2 separate regions of the Mus musculus genome follow, and region 2 is linked to region 1. Evidence: chromatin contacts called from public promoter capture Hi-C data. All regions are on one chromosome and are shown on one strand. The core of a region is the stretch at or near the end of the contact, and the rest is flanking DNA. Distances in the headings are between cores, read along the strand shown. Region 1 holds the start of A130010J15Rik (RIKEN cDNA A130010J15 gene). Region 2 holds the start of A730013G03Rik (RIKEN cDNA A730013G03 gene).

Evidence for each region. Promoter capture Hi-C pulls out the DNA fragments that hold promoters and counts their contacts.
Region 2: a promoter capture Hi-C map of hippocampal neurons shows a contact between it and region 1, with 2.3 times the contacts expected there. The contact joins the promoter of A730013G03Rik here to the promoter of A130010J15Rik in region 1. A contact is called at or near these places in 2 of 39 promoter capture datasets (cranial neural crest and hippocampal neurons) and 1 of 115 datasets of contacts at active chromatin or transcription factors (embryonic stem cells).

What each region holds. Positions count from the first base shown.
Region 1 is chr1:193,171,094-193,177,058 of GRCm38.p6, forward strand. A130010J15Rik (RIKEN cDNA A130010J15 gene) reads left to right here and starts at 2,484. Exons shown (of 2, transcript NM_181048.3): 1 at 2,484-2,687; 2 at 3,152-5,965. The coding sequence starts at 3,249. The coding sequence ends at 4,040. Irf6 (interferon regulatory factor 6) reads left to right here. Exons shown (of 8, transcript NM_016851.2): 8 at 1-943. It overlaps Traf3ip3 (TRAF3 interacting protein 3), which reads right to left. Exons shown (of 16, transcript NM_153137.4): 16 at 4,411-4,666. The coding sequence ends at 4,574.
Region 2 is chr1:192,832,750-192,838,714 of GRCm38.p6, forward strand. A730013G03Rik (RIKEN cDNA A730013G03 gene) reads right to left here and starts at 2,464. Exons shown (of 1, transcript NR_155503.1): 1 at 370-2,464.

The DNA.
Region 1 (5,965 bases), core at 1,234-3,733:
TATAGACCAGGAATCATGCAAGGCTAGGGACTTTATTCTTTTTTGGAGGAATGAGTAGCATCATTTGGTGAGATGAAGTGAGGGAGTCTTGATGTGTGGATGCTCCATCTGGAAGCTCAGAGTTAAAAGTAACCCATTACAGAGAAAGTGGGAGGGTAGCTGTGGAATAGGGGACATTTCCTTTCCCTTCTGTGACAAGTCAGCAGGCTATGAGGAATGTCCAGACAACAGGATCTGGTAAAGAATGTTGAAAAATATGTTCTGAGGGCTATGGATTGAGTTATTAGTGTGTGACCATAATGAAAAATTGACAAATATGTTGGGACAATGCATGATTTTGTGTGGTCCTATCTAGGCAGTCCAGTTTCTTGTCTTGCATCTTTTTCGGAATGCTGGGAGCACACACTACATGCAGGATCTTCTCTTGTCATATTCAGTAAGCTTTCTCTGGTTTTAGTAGATACCAAGTCCCCAGGAGCTCTAAGTTTCCCAATGCTCCCATTCACTCTCCAGCTGTCTTCTTCCTGCCTTCATTTGAAGACTCAGAAGGGAGGAGGATTTCCCCCAGTTCCTCCTTTTCCTTACTGTGCACTCCAGATTAACTCCAATGTTAAAAGAACCACTACAGATAAACCCTGAAGGCAGATGCTGAATCTCATCTCCTCTCCACAGTTCTCAGTTGTATGTTCATGTAGCATCTTAAACTTTAAGAGTAACTGTGTCGTTTGTAAATTGCTCCGCATCTATGTTCTGCTTGACTGACTGCCAACTTGGAAAGTCAAAACTGTTTGTCTTAGATTTATTGCCAGGTCTTTAGCAGTGTCTGATACAGTGTGTTCTAAGATATTTGTGCTGTAATAAATGACCTACGTCTTTCAATTTGGAGATTTATTGCTAACTATCATGAGAACGTAAAATAAACTTGGGAAGAAAAAAATATAAAGCTAGAGTACTGGTTCTATCAATTTTTAGTACTGACTCCCCCTGAGCTGAGAACCTAAGTTAGACTGGCAGGCCCTACAAACTGATCCTCCTTACATACTGTCTGTCTGTCTTTAACACACTGCTGGTCCTTTTTGGTATGAAGGTACCAGCATAGCACCACTGTAAAACCTCCAGTCTGGGTCTCCATTTTGCTGCCCATAACTTGGGGCCATTTGTCCAGGCTAGAGTTTTCTTAAGATTTCCTTCACAGAAGATATAGGCAAATTCCTTATGTCAACATTTGACCTTCCTATCTGCTGTAAGACTTCTCTGGAGAAAGGAACAAGGCACTTTCTAAGGTCCTAATGGCAGATGAGGGTACAGTTCCACCGAAGTTCAATCTGGGGTACCAAGGAGTCCATTAGGTTTACTTACAAAGCAGTGGGTCAGAGGTTATGGTCAGGGGCATGGGTGGCCTTGAAGCGGCCAGTAAGGATGTTAACTCACCTTTGGCTTCCTAGATGGTGTTCCCCTCCTTAGTTTTGCCCATCCTCCTTGAGGTATAGATAACTCCTTGAGGTATCATTCAATTAGGGTAGACTCTAACCTCAGAACTTCCGAGGCTGAGGCAGGAGGATTGTCATGTTTGAGGAATACATAGCAAGACATTGTCTCAACAAACAAATCCCCACCACAACAGTGTGGCTGTAGAGATGAGACCTGCTTTTTCTCCCAAAGATTTGAATTCCGTTCCCAAAGCCCGTGTTAGGCAGCTCACAATATTTTTAACTTATTCAGCTCCAGGTGACCCTACTCCCTTTTCTGGCTTCCTGGGCACCTGCACAAACTTATGAATGGAAATAAAAATCAATCTTTTAAAATAAGATGATCAGCAAACTGGACTCTCGGGCTTTGAGCTCCATGAAGAAGGTACAATGCAGTACCTCGGCACACTGAGAGTGAATACTCAGGCTGCAGACATACAGTTAGTAGTGTTTGGCACGCGTGAATTCCAGAGCTCAATCCCCAACGCGGCATAAACCAGAGAACGAGAAGTCCCGTTCCGGGCCAGCCCCTGCAACACATAGTACAACAGTACTGGCTCAGCAGTTAATGGCACTTGCTCAGCAGGCTGGCTTCCTGAGTTCAGTACCTCGGACCCTCTTACAAGGTGGAAGCGAGAGCTGACAGGGCGCCATTGTGCACGCCCACACAATAAGGCGATTTTTAAAAAAGGAGTGAATATGCATGGCCTTGGCATACCTGTCAAGTTCAGAATTTAGGTACATTAAAAAAATAATAATACAAAATAAAGCTTTACAGCATTGCCCACAGGAGAGGTGTCCCTTATTCCGCGGACTGACAACTGGCGGTCCCAGCGGCTTCTCCCCCACTTCCACTTCCGCCTCGCAAGGCCCGCCCGCAGGGGCTCTACCGGAAGGGGCGGGTCTAAGGTGGCTTTACCTCCCACTCCGTCCGCAGCCTCTTCAAAGGTTCTGGCTTGCGTTTGCTTTTCAAATGACGTCACGGAAAGGCGGAGTAAGCCAGTGCGCATGCACGTCAGGCTGTCTTTCCCTGGGCTTCTGCACACACTGTCGGGTTTTCACAGTACCGAGTGTGGGGCGTGGGAGGGCACTACGCCGCTGGCGGGCAGGCGGAAGGGCTTCCTGCGCCCCCGAACCTGCGGCGGAAATGCTAGCCGAGTGTCTTGAGGCAGAGCGCTTCCTTTTGTAACTAGTCTACCACCGCGTAGGCACGTGTGGGTAGGTGTGGCGGTGGGAGCGTGCCTTCCTAGAAGGGAAGAGGGTCCAGCAAGTGTTAAACTGGCTCGTGCCCCAGTTCTAGCGGCTTCTCTTACCTGAGTGTCGCAGGGTGAGGCGGTGATTACTCCGCGTTGTAGCTTATGCTGGTTTGATCAGGCTGCTGTGAGCGCTCTGTGGAGATCTGTCTGAGGAGCTGGCAATGGAGAGCTTACAGGCGCTGAAGTTTAGAGCCCAGAGTTCTGTCCCAGTTGGACAGTTTTGGGAGAAGTGGTAACTTTTGCTGTAAGGTTTGAATCCCAGAGCATAAATTGCACCAGGTAAAAGTTAGAATCGAAGCCAGAGACAATGTAAATGTGACTAGAAGGACGATTTCGTAAACTTAAGTCTGCCAGAGAAATGGGGTGCAGCATTGGTGACCCCATCTTGACAGTATTAACGATTTCCCCCTACCATATTGTTTCTAGGATCTTTCTCAAGTGCTGGGAGCTGAACTGTGTGTGGCCCAGGGAAAGGAACTGTGGCTAGCTAAGGAGGCCATATGTCATGTAACTTCCAGATCTTATGTCAACACCAAGCCCTCAGCTGCTGGTGGCAGCTGCTCAGCAGACTCTGGGCATGGGCAAGAGAAAATGCCCACCTCGAGCTACCTGCCTTCACCTGGCAGGAGAGGTGCTGGCTGTGGCCCGCGGGCTGAAGCCAGCTGTACTCTATGATTGCAACTCTGCAGGAGTATTGGCGCTCCAAAGTTATCTGGAGGAACTACAGGGGCTGGGCTTCCTGGAGCCAGGACTTCACATTCTTGAGATTGGAGAGAATAACTTTATTGTCAGTCCTGAGTATGCCTGTCAGCATTTGGAACAGACACTGCTTGGTACTGTAGCTTTCGTGGACGTTTCCCGCTCCCAACCTCATCCTTCTGTCCGGTCGGTGGACCAGCTCCCGGACTTGAAATCTCTCATAGCTGACGTCATCACACGTTTTCGAGGACTTAAGAAAGATGTGTCTCAGGGAGTCTCCTACACCAGGCTACATTCCTCAGACTGGAATCTCTGCACTGTATTTGGGATACTCCTGGGATATCCAGTCTCTTACACATTTGACCTGAACCGTGAAGATGACAACTGCTTAACCATGACTCCCCTGCGGGTGTTTACTGCCCGGATTTCGTGGCTGCCTGGTCAACCATCAATTCTGCTGTACTCCTTTAGTGTTCCAGAGAGTTTGTTCCCAGCCCTGAAAAACTTTCTAAGTGCCTGGGAGAAGGAACTCAGAACCCGATTTAGGGCTCAGAATGCCTTTGCTGACCTCAGCATCTCCTCTGAGGTGGTCACACTTCCTGCTGTGGCCCTCTGAGTTAACTCTGTCCGTTGAGAAGGTATCAATGAATGTCAATTACGATGAATGTTGTGCAGTCAATTGAACACGTGTGAATGGGGAGAGTCGTTGGCAGCAGTAGTATGATTTCAGTCTTTATATTAGGAGTTCCTAGGTCCTTAGCCGAGGTGTCTGTTTATTTTTCATTGAATGAGAGATGGAAAAGGAGCATTGTGGAGACATGAGTGTACCCTGGGATGGTGGCCTTCCCTGGTGGATAGTGCCTTAGAGGGAAGGAGAATGACTAGGTAATCTATGTATGGAACTCTAACTGAAGTAGGGTGCGAGACAATGATGCTTAAGGGTTACACTTGTGGCTTATTTCTCAGGAATACACAGTTCTAAAGAGTAGTCTTGTGAGATAAAGTTTATTTACAACCTGGTGAAAAAAAAATAAAACTAAGAGTCCGGATTCATTTGGAGGGAAACCCAAGTTATAAAGTACCAGAACTCAAGGTTTTCATGGAGTTGTTTGCATCTGAGTTTTACTTCAGATAGATGCCAGAAGTTCTTCAGATGACCAGGTTGCCTTTGTTTGCCAGGAACACTGCCAGTGCTGTAGCAATCACCACCATCAGCACTGGGAGCCATTGACCACACTGCAGCTGTATGGAAGGAGGTGGAGACAGGAGAGAGCAGCTATGAATTAGCTGGAGAAAGTATGGGCAAGAATAGTCCTTTGGCATTTTAACCCAGTAGAAGACCTCACACTGGTGGCAGAAGGGGCTTTTTTTTTTTTTTTCTCTTCAGTGTCTCCCTCACTTTTTGTCATTTCCACTAGATAAAACCAGTTTACTAGTGGCCTAGAGACTCATATCTGACAGGGGACAGATATTTAAATGCTGATCTGAATGAGGTGGAAATTAACTCAGCAGAATAACACTCTTTGTACACGCCTCAATACTTTTGCAGTCCTCCTCTGCCCTTGTCATTATGTTTACAATAAATCAAAAAAGTACTCTTTCATGCTTGAACCAATACAGGCTGAATATCCTTTTTCTGAAATGCTTGGGATTAGGACTCATTCAAATTTTGTCTTTTTTTTTCCCATTAGTATTTGTTTAGTATTTGTATTAGTATTTGTAGTAGTAGTATTAGTATTTGTTTACCAGTTGAGCAGACGTAATAAAAAGACATCTGAATACCAAATGTCCTGAAATCATTTGATTCTTTTGAGCATTGTGCTTCTTTGTGCATGGTGTGCTCTGGATCTAGAACATGTCAGGTTTCCATAGCAGGAGTGCTCAATCTAGTGTCTTCCAGACTCGAGAGGTGCATAGAAATGGGGTGAATAGTGGACAGTGTTTCTTCCATGTTTGCTGTATTGTTGGCATAGTGTAAATCAAGTGGAATGGGACAGGATGACCAGATGTTGGTGTGGACTGATATATTTTATCTGTAACACTAGGCTTAAAAAAGAACTATTCAGCTGGGCAGTGGTGGCACACACCTTTAATCACAGCACTTGGGAGGCAGATGCAGGTGGATTTCTGAGTTCGAGGTCAGCTTGGTCTACAGAGTGAGTTCCAGGACAGCCAAGGCTACACAGAGAAACCCTGTCTCAAAGAAAAAAAAAAAAGAAAGAAAAAAATCCACCACCACCACCACCACCAAAAGGAACTACCCCACTGTGATGTAGGGCTGTAGAGGGGGATGGCCCTTCTTACTCTGGGAAATGGCTCCTGGCTGTGCCTCAGTGCTTCTTGACTGTGATGTAGCTTTTGCAAAAAAGAAAGGTACTTCTCATTGAGGATGTCTATTCTGAATGCAGTTCTCTGCACTGGGGAGAGCATAGCAAGGTGTCATCAGCTCATTCTCTCTCTCTCTCTCTCTCTCTCTCTCTCTCTCTCTTTCTCTCTTTCCTTCTTTTCTTTCTTTTTTAAAGATTTATTTATTATATGTAT
Region 2 (5,965 bases), core at 1,214-3,713, 340 kb before region 1:
AGATGTCCTCTGGAGCAGACAGACAGTGCAGGGAGGAAATGGGGAAGAGAAGAGGGATGGGTGGGGTAGGATGGGAGGAGGATGAAGAGGATGAAGAGAGGGTGAGTAGGCTGGACGTCTTTGAGATGCCACTTGGAAGATATGGACAGAGAATCCCTCCTGTAGCTGGTCCTCCATACTGTCCAAGGCTACATCTAAATTTTGGACTCAGTTTATAGGCTGGGCACCCCTGCCCCTTAGGCCTGCCTGCCTCGGGATTGGGGACATCAGTCAGCTTCTCCCTGAACCCTCAGCATAGAAGCAGGAGATGTTCCCCATCTCTCTAGCCTCTTGTTGCTCTAATTTTATGATTGTATGAAAATAAGGTTCCCAAATTGCCTTTAATTAGCTTTAATAAGACAGCCTTTTTGCTAATTAAAACGATTATTAAGAAACCATTTATTGAGAATAAACACAGTGGTTAGGACCTGTGAGAATTCTGAACTCAACAACAGTAGCCAATACCAAGTCCCTGCAAAGCAGCCAGGTCACCTGACTGCCTGCTGACCTTGAACAGGGTGCTTCTCAGGCTGAGGTCCAGTGGTGCCACCTTCTTCCCTTTGCAGGACTGTCAGACACCTTAGGATGGGTAAAACAGGTCCGCAGAAGTTAGCACCCAGCTTTTTCTGGGCTCTGCTTGATCGGATAGCTACTTGAACTGTAGTGAACTGTGCTGAGTCACTAACCACCGAGAGCTTACATCCCAGCGGTAAAGAGGGAACGTGGTCCTGGGTGGTGGCCCCAGGGGCCCAAGCCCCCTTGAAAGTGTTCGAAGGCATGGGGAACACATTCTGAGAACCCGGCCCTGTGGATGACACGGAGCTTCGAGATGACATAGCCGGACGGCTGATCTCAATCACTCTCCTCCCTGTGGGGAGACGCTCAGCCAGTCTGCAGTAGAGTTCATCGATGCCTGGCTCCCGCCAGGAGCAAGCGTGCAGCCAAGTGACCGCGGAGGCGCTGAGGTGCACATCGGTTCTGGAGCCCAGGTTCCCGCCACAGCGCTTCCTCTGCCTGCTTCTCACCCTCCAGGGACCACCCAGCTGCCACAGCTGCGAGAGGCCTATGGAGGGCTCGCCCTTTTGTCCAAACCCCATGGCAAGATGGGATTTGGAGGGGACCGGGACACGCGAAGAGGGGGTCACCGAGGTAGAGCGCAAGGGGCCGAGCGTATCTGGGCCCTGTCCGCTTTTCGAGTTGCGAGTTGCGGGTCCTGCTGAGCCTTGACTTCCTTTTACAGTCCCCACAGGAGACCTCCAGGGGCCTCGGAGGCCTGGCAGTAGTCTAAACACAGCGATTTGTTTTTTATCTGTCTATCCATCTGTCTGCCTATAGTTCAGTTGAGCTTTCCCATCTTTCTTCCCATGGGCTTTTAGCAATAAGCGAGGTGAGGCTGTCCAGTCGAAAGCTTGCAACAGAAGCATTAAGCAGGAATGTGTCCTTGACCCTCTGAGCCAGGGGAGACGAAGGCCAAGCTCTAAAGCCTCAAACTCGAGGGCTCCCGGTAGGGCCCTGGCCTCTCGCTCTGGTCCTTGGTCGGGGTCAGGGCGCGCCCTGGGGTGTCCAGCCCGGGACAGATAGAACCAGTGCTGACGCTTCTGTCAACTGTTGGAGGCCTAGGCCAAGCCAAAAAGGTCTGGAGTATAGAGTGAGGCCTGGCCCGGGGAAAGTTCCCCTGGTAGTTCCGAGGTGTGGACCCGGCTGAGAACAGGCGATGAAAGTTAAAAGGACTGTGGTTTCAAAGAAGGCCAATCTGGACGCTAGGATGCTGAGCGCGTGAGTGCCCAACCTCTGCAGGTGAACTGAGGCAGGGGCATCAGCATCCCAGGCCTGGGGACGCAGTCCCAGGCAGGCGCGCACCCGCATGCACGCACATGCACACGGCGTCACCGACATACGCCTGCACCCACTGTCTGTGCCTCGCGAGGCCTGCTGCCCCGGTGCACGACAGCCGGCGACCGCGCGCTCCTCCAGCCCCGGGCGCTCTGCAGAGCCCCCGCCCGGCCGCGCGGCGCTCGCTCCGGCTCTTTGTTATGTTAATTCCCTTCCCAGCTGGTGCCAGCTGCCTGCACAATGGGCGCCCGGAGCCCCGCCAGCCCTCGCCAGCCCGTGAGTGGGGGCGGGGAGGACCGTGCACCCTATGTGGATGGGGCGGGCTAGTCCCGCTGAGTGAACGCTGCGGGGCGAGCAGCACCTCCCCCCATGCCGGCGAAACCGCGCTTCTGAGGCCTGCGGAGCGAGCTCTGATGCTTTCCAGTCGCCGGGACTGCCTGCCCTCTAGGTGCCAGGGCTGGATGGAAAGTAAAAGGCTTCTGGGCGGCTCCAGACCCGTGAGGATGAAAGAGGACAGCCGCTTCCAGACCACACAGCTAATCCCGCCATAAACCTCGAGTAAATACCGGGAGAGAAGGAGCAGGCCCGCTACAGATGTGGAGTGCAGCCTCCGGGGATCCCCAAATTAAAACCCGGGCAGGAGAGGCACTTGGACCACCACCAAATGACACTAATTGGGTTATGGGACCATAATCTTAGCTGGTAAGAAAAAAATCCAGTTACAGTCACAGCTGCAAGGACTGTCTTCATAAAGCTGCAGAGGGAACGCGGGCTTTTTTTTATTACGCATAAACATGAGGAAGAGGCTCAGGGTCCCCGCCTGCATGGTGCGGAGAGGCGAAGGACTTTTGTGCCGGGAGCAGCAGCGCTACATGCCTGGCTGGCTCCGGGTGTGCAGGGCTAATGGGCTGGGAGTGGATGGGGTAATGTATTGAGCTGGGGAGCAAATCTGCCTGCAGGAATGTAGTTCCAGGATAGGAGAACAGTCATGGGCAGTGCGAGCGCGTGCAGGCGCGCGCGCACCCTTCCCCCCTCCCCCTACACACTTGGTGGGGAGAACAGATTAAACGATACTAGAATGACTGAGTTAAGCTTAGATCTATAATAACTGGAGTTGTAAGCCGGGCAGTGATGGCGCACGCCTTTAATCCCAGCACTTGGGAGGCAGAGGCAGGCGGATTTCTGAGTTCGAGGCCAGCTTGGTCCACAGAGTGAGTTCTAGGATGGCCAGGGCTACACAGAGAAACCCTGTCTCAAAACAAAACAAAAAAATAGTAGTAGTAGTAGTAGTAATAATAATAATAATAACTGGAATTGTGAATGAATTCTTACAACTTCCATGTCAAGAAACACTCACATGGACAAATGATCGGGGTTGCTTTAGGATTCTTCAGTGACAATTTCCAACAGCGACCCATGCCACCCTCATTGTGTATAGCCATCTTGTCTAAAGCCAGTGAAGGTCAGGCTGCCTGCAGGCTCTTACTGGTTTGAATTATAGCCATGGAAAAATAGATCTTTTTTTCCTTCAGCTGTTGGTTTTTCAAACTGTGAGAAGCAAGAGTTTGGAGCTGGCCAGCCTGGTGTCCCTGGGCAAGCTAAGAGTTTCCTTTATCTGGCATCCTCAATCACTGGCTTCGGTCACCCTTAGGAGCCACACAAGGAAGGAAAAGACAGCAGACCCTCATCTGAGACTCCAGTCACCCTTGGCCCCCAGATGCACATAGCCTCCAGGTGTGCCAAAGTGGCCAAGAGGTAGAAGGTTGACAAGGTGCAACATTTAGTCAGAGGTCTTCCTGAACCACCTATGGGCCTGTAAGGTTACTCCAAGAAACCCACTGGTTCAACAAGCTGGACGATTCCTGGGAGGAATCGTTTCCTTGGCTTGTTGATAGACAGGCATATCTCTAGGACTCTCTGGGAAAACCTGCCACTGACTGACTGGTGTTCTGGCTCCTCCATGACTCTCAGTGGATACAAATTGCAGGTATTCCTAGAGTCTCATTCCTGGGGCTGGTGGTACAGCGGGAGATCTCTCTTGATTCTGAGACGTCCCAGGGTTACCGTGATGTAGCACTGGAGACTCCAGCATTAAACTCCGGTGGTTGCTTTCCCAGTTCCCTCCAGTTACAGGGCCTCTGTTTTTTTGCTCTCAAGCCCTACCAATCATCAAGCCCCAAGAGAGGTATGCCTCACCTAGGGAAAATTATTCAGCTGAGAAACAAAGAGGTGAAATGTGATTTTTTGAATGGCATACCACTATCCTGAAGTCATCAGTTGGGCTGAGTTTAAAGATGACACGCCCAAAAAAGGATGAGACTCTGAAATAAGGAACACCAACCATATGATCTGCTATCAAAACTTCCCTCTTAGAAGTGGAAACCATGGTGTTGTGGTGTAGCTCAATTGGCAGAGTGCTTGCCTGGCATGTGTAAACCCCTGGGTTTGGTCCCGGCATGATATAAACCATAACCAGGTGTAGCAGTACATGTCTGTAATTCCAGGAGACGTAGAGATGGGAGGATCAGAAGTTCAAGGCCATTCTCAGGTACACACTGAGTTCCAGTCTGGGCCACAATGACTGTCTCAAAAAGAAAAACAAAAATAAATGACAATAAAAACAGTGCAGAAAATACCCTAGTTCCTTCGTCATAGGGTGGGGTCTCGGAGTTCTGTTTCAAATGCTGCTTTCATCTCTCCTGTGAGTTACAGGCACACAGGAGGACTGGGCTTAAATCATCTAAAGAGTTTAACTTAGCACCATATTTTGGTGGGAATTTTCTTCCCCTGAATAAAGACTATGTCTAAAGGAACTAACCATTCACTGTGGTAACACAACCAACCTGAACTTTGGAAATTGTACGATGACTGATGAGTTAGGAGATTGTATCTTTTCCCCTGTAAGGGGCACCTCTTATCCCCTGCACACAGCTAGCGTTCTAAATGGTTCTGTCTTCAAAACAAACTGCATTTATTAAGGATAATGCATCCACCTCATAGCCAGTTTCTTCTCGTTTCGTGATAACTGTGTTAACCCAGAGGTGATTTAATTCCAGCCCAAGGAAAAGAACTCTGACACAGCTTTGCCCGTGCAGCCGTTTTTAGGAACTTCATGATTCATAAGCTTCTGAAACATTCGATGTCACATCTTACAAATAACAACAATGACTTCCGCAGCTATCTAAAAGTCCTGGGACCACAGCCTTCAAGCTCACTATAGAGAACCCAGATATCACAACACAAGAGAGTCCTCTGGTCCTTTCAGAGCCTTTCTTCAGGGAATTTGGGGGACAATGAAGCCTTAGGAGACTCATTCATCACACACATCCCTGAGAGACCCAATATTGACTTCAGTCCTGTCTCTGGTATAAGGTTTGCCTAGGTACTTTGACAGTGTCACCAACTGTGTATATGACAACACACTATGCACTGTAACAGCGGTTGGCTTGTTGGCAGCAGTGGCAGGGCTTGGTCCTGCATCTAGGCTGTCAGGCCCTTTCCTTCTTCAGGTTTCATTGCTGTGAAGAGACACCATGACCACGGCAATGGTTATAAAGAAAAGCATTTGATTGGGACTGGCTCACAGTTCAGGTTTAGTCCATTACCATTATGGCTGGAAGCATGGCAGTGTGCAGGCAGACATGGTGCTGGAGAAGGAGCTGAGAGTTCTACATCTTGATCTGCAGGCAGCAGGAGGGAACTGTGAGCCACTGGACCTAGACTTAAGTTTCTAAAACCTCAAACCCTGCCCCTACAATGACATACTTCCTCCAACAAGACCACACCTCATAAGAGTGCCACTCCCTATGGCCAAGCATTCAAACACATGAGCCTAAATGGGCCATTCCTATTCAAACCACCACTTTCTACTCCCTGGCCCCATAGGCTTATAGCCATAACATAATGCAAAAATGCATTCAGTTCAACTTCAAAAGTCCCCATAGTCTATGATAGTCATGACCCTGTTTAAAAGTCAAAAGCCTCTTCTGAAATTCATACAATCTCTTACATGTAATCCCTTGTAAAATCAAAGTAGAAAAGCAGATCACATACTTCCAACATACAATGACACAGAATATACATTATTATTCTA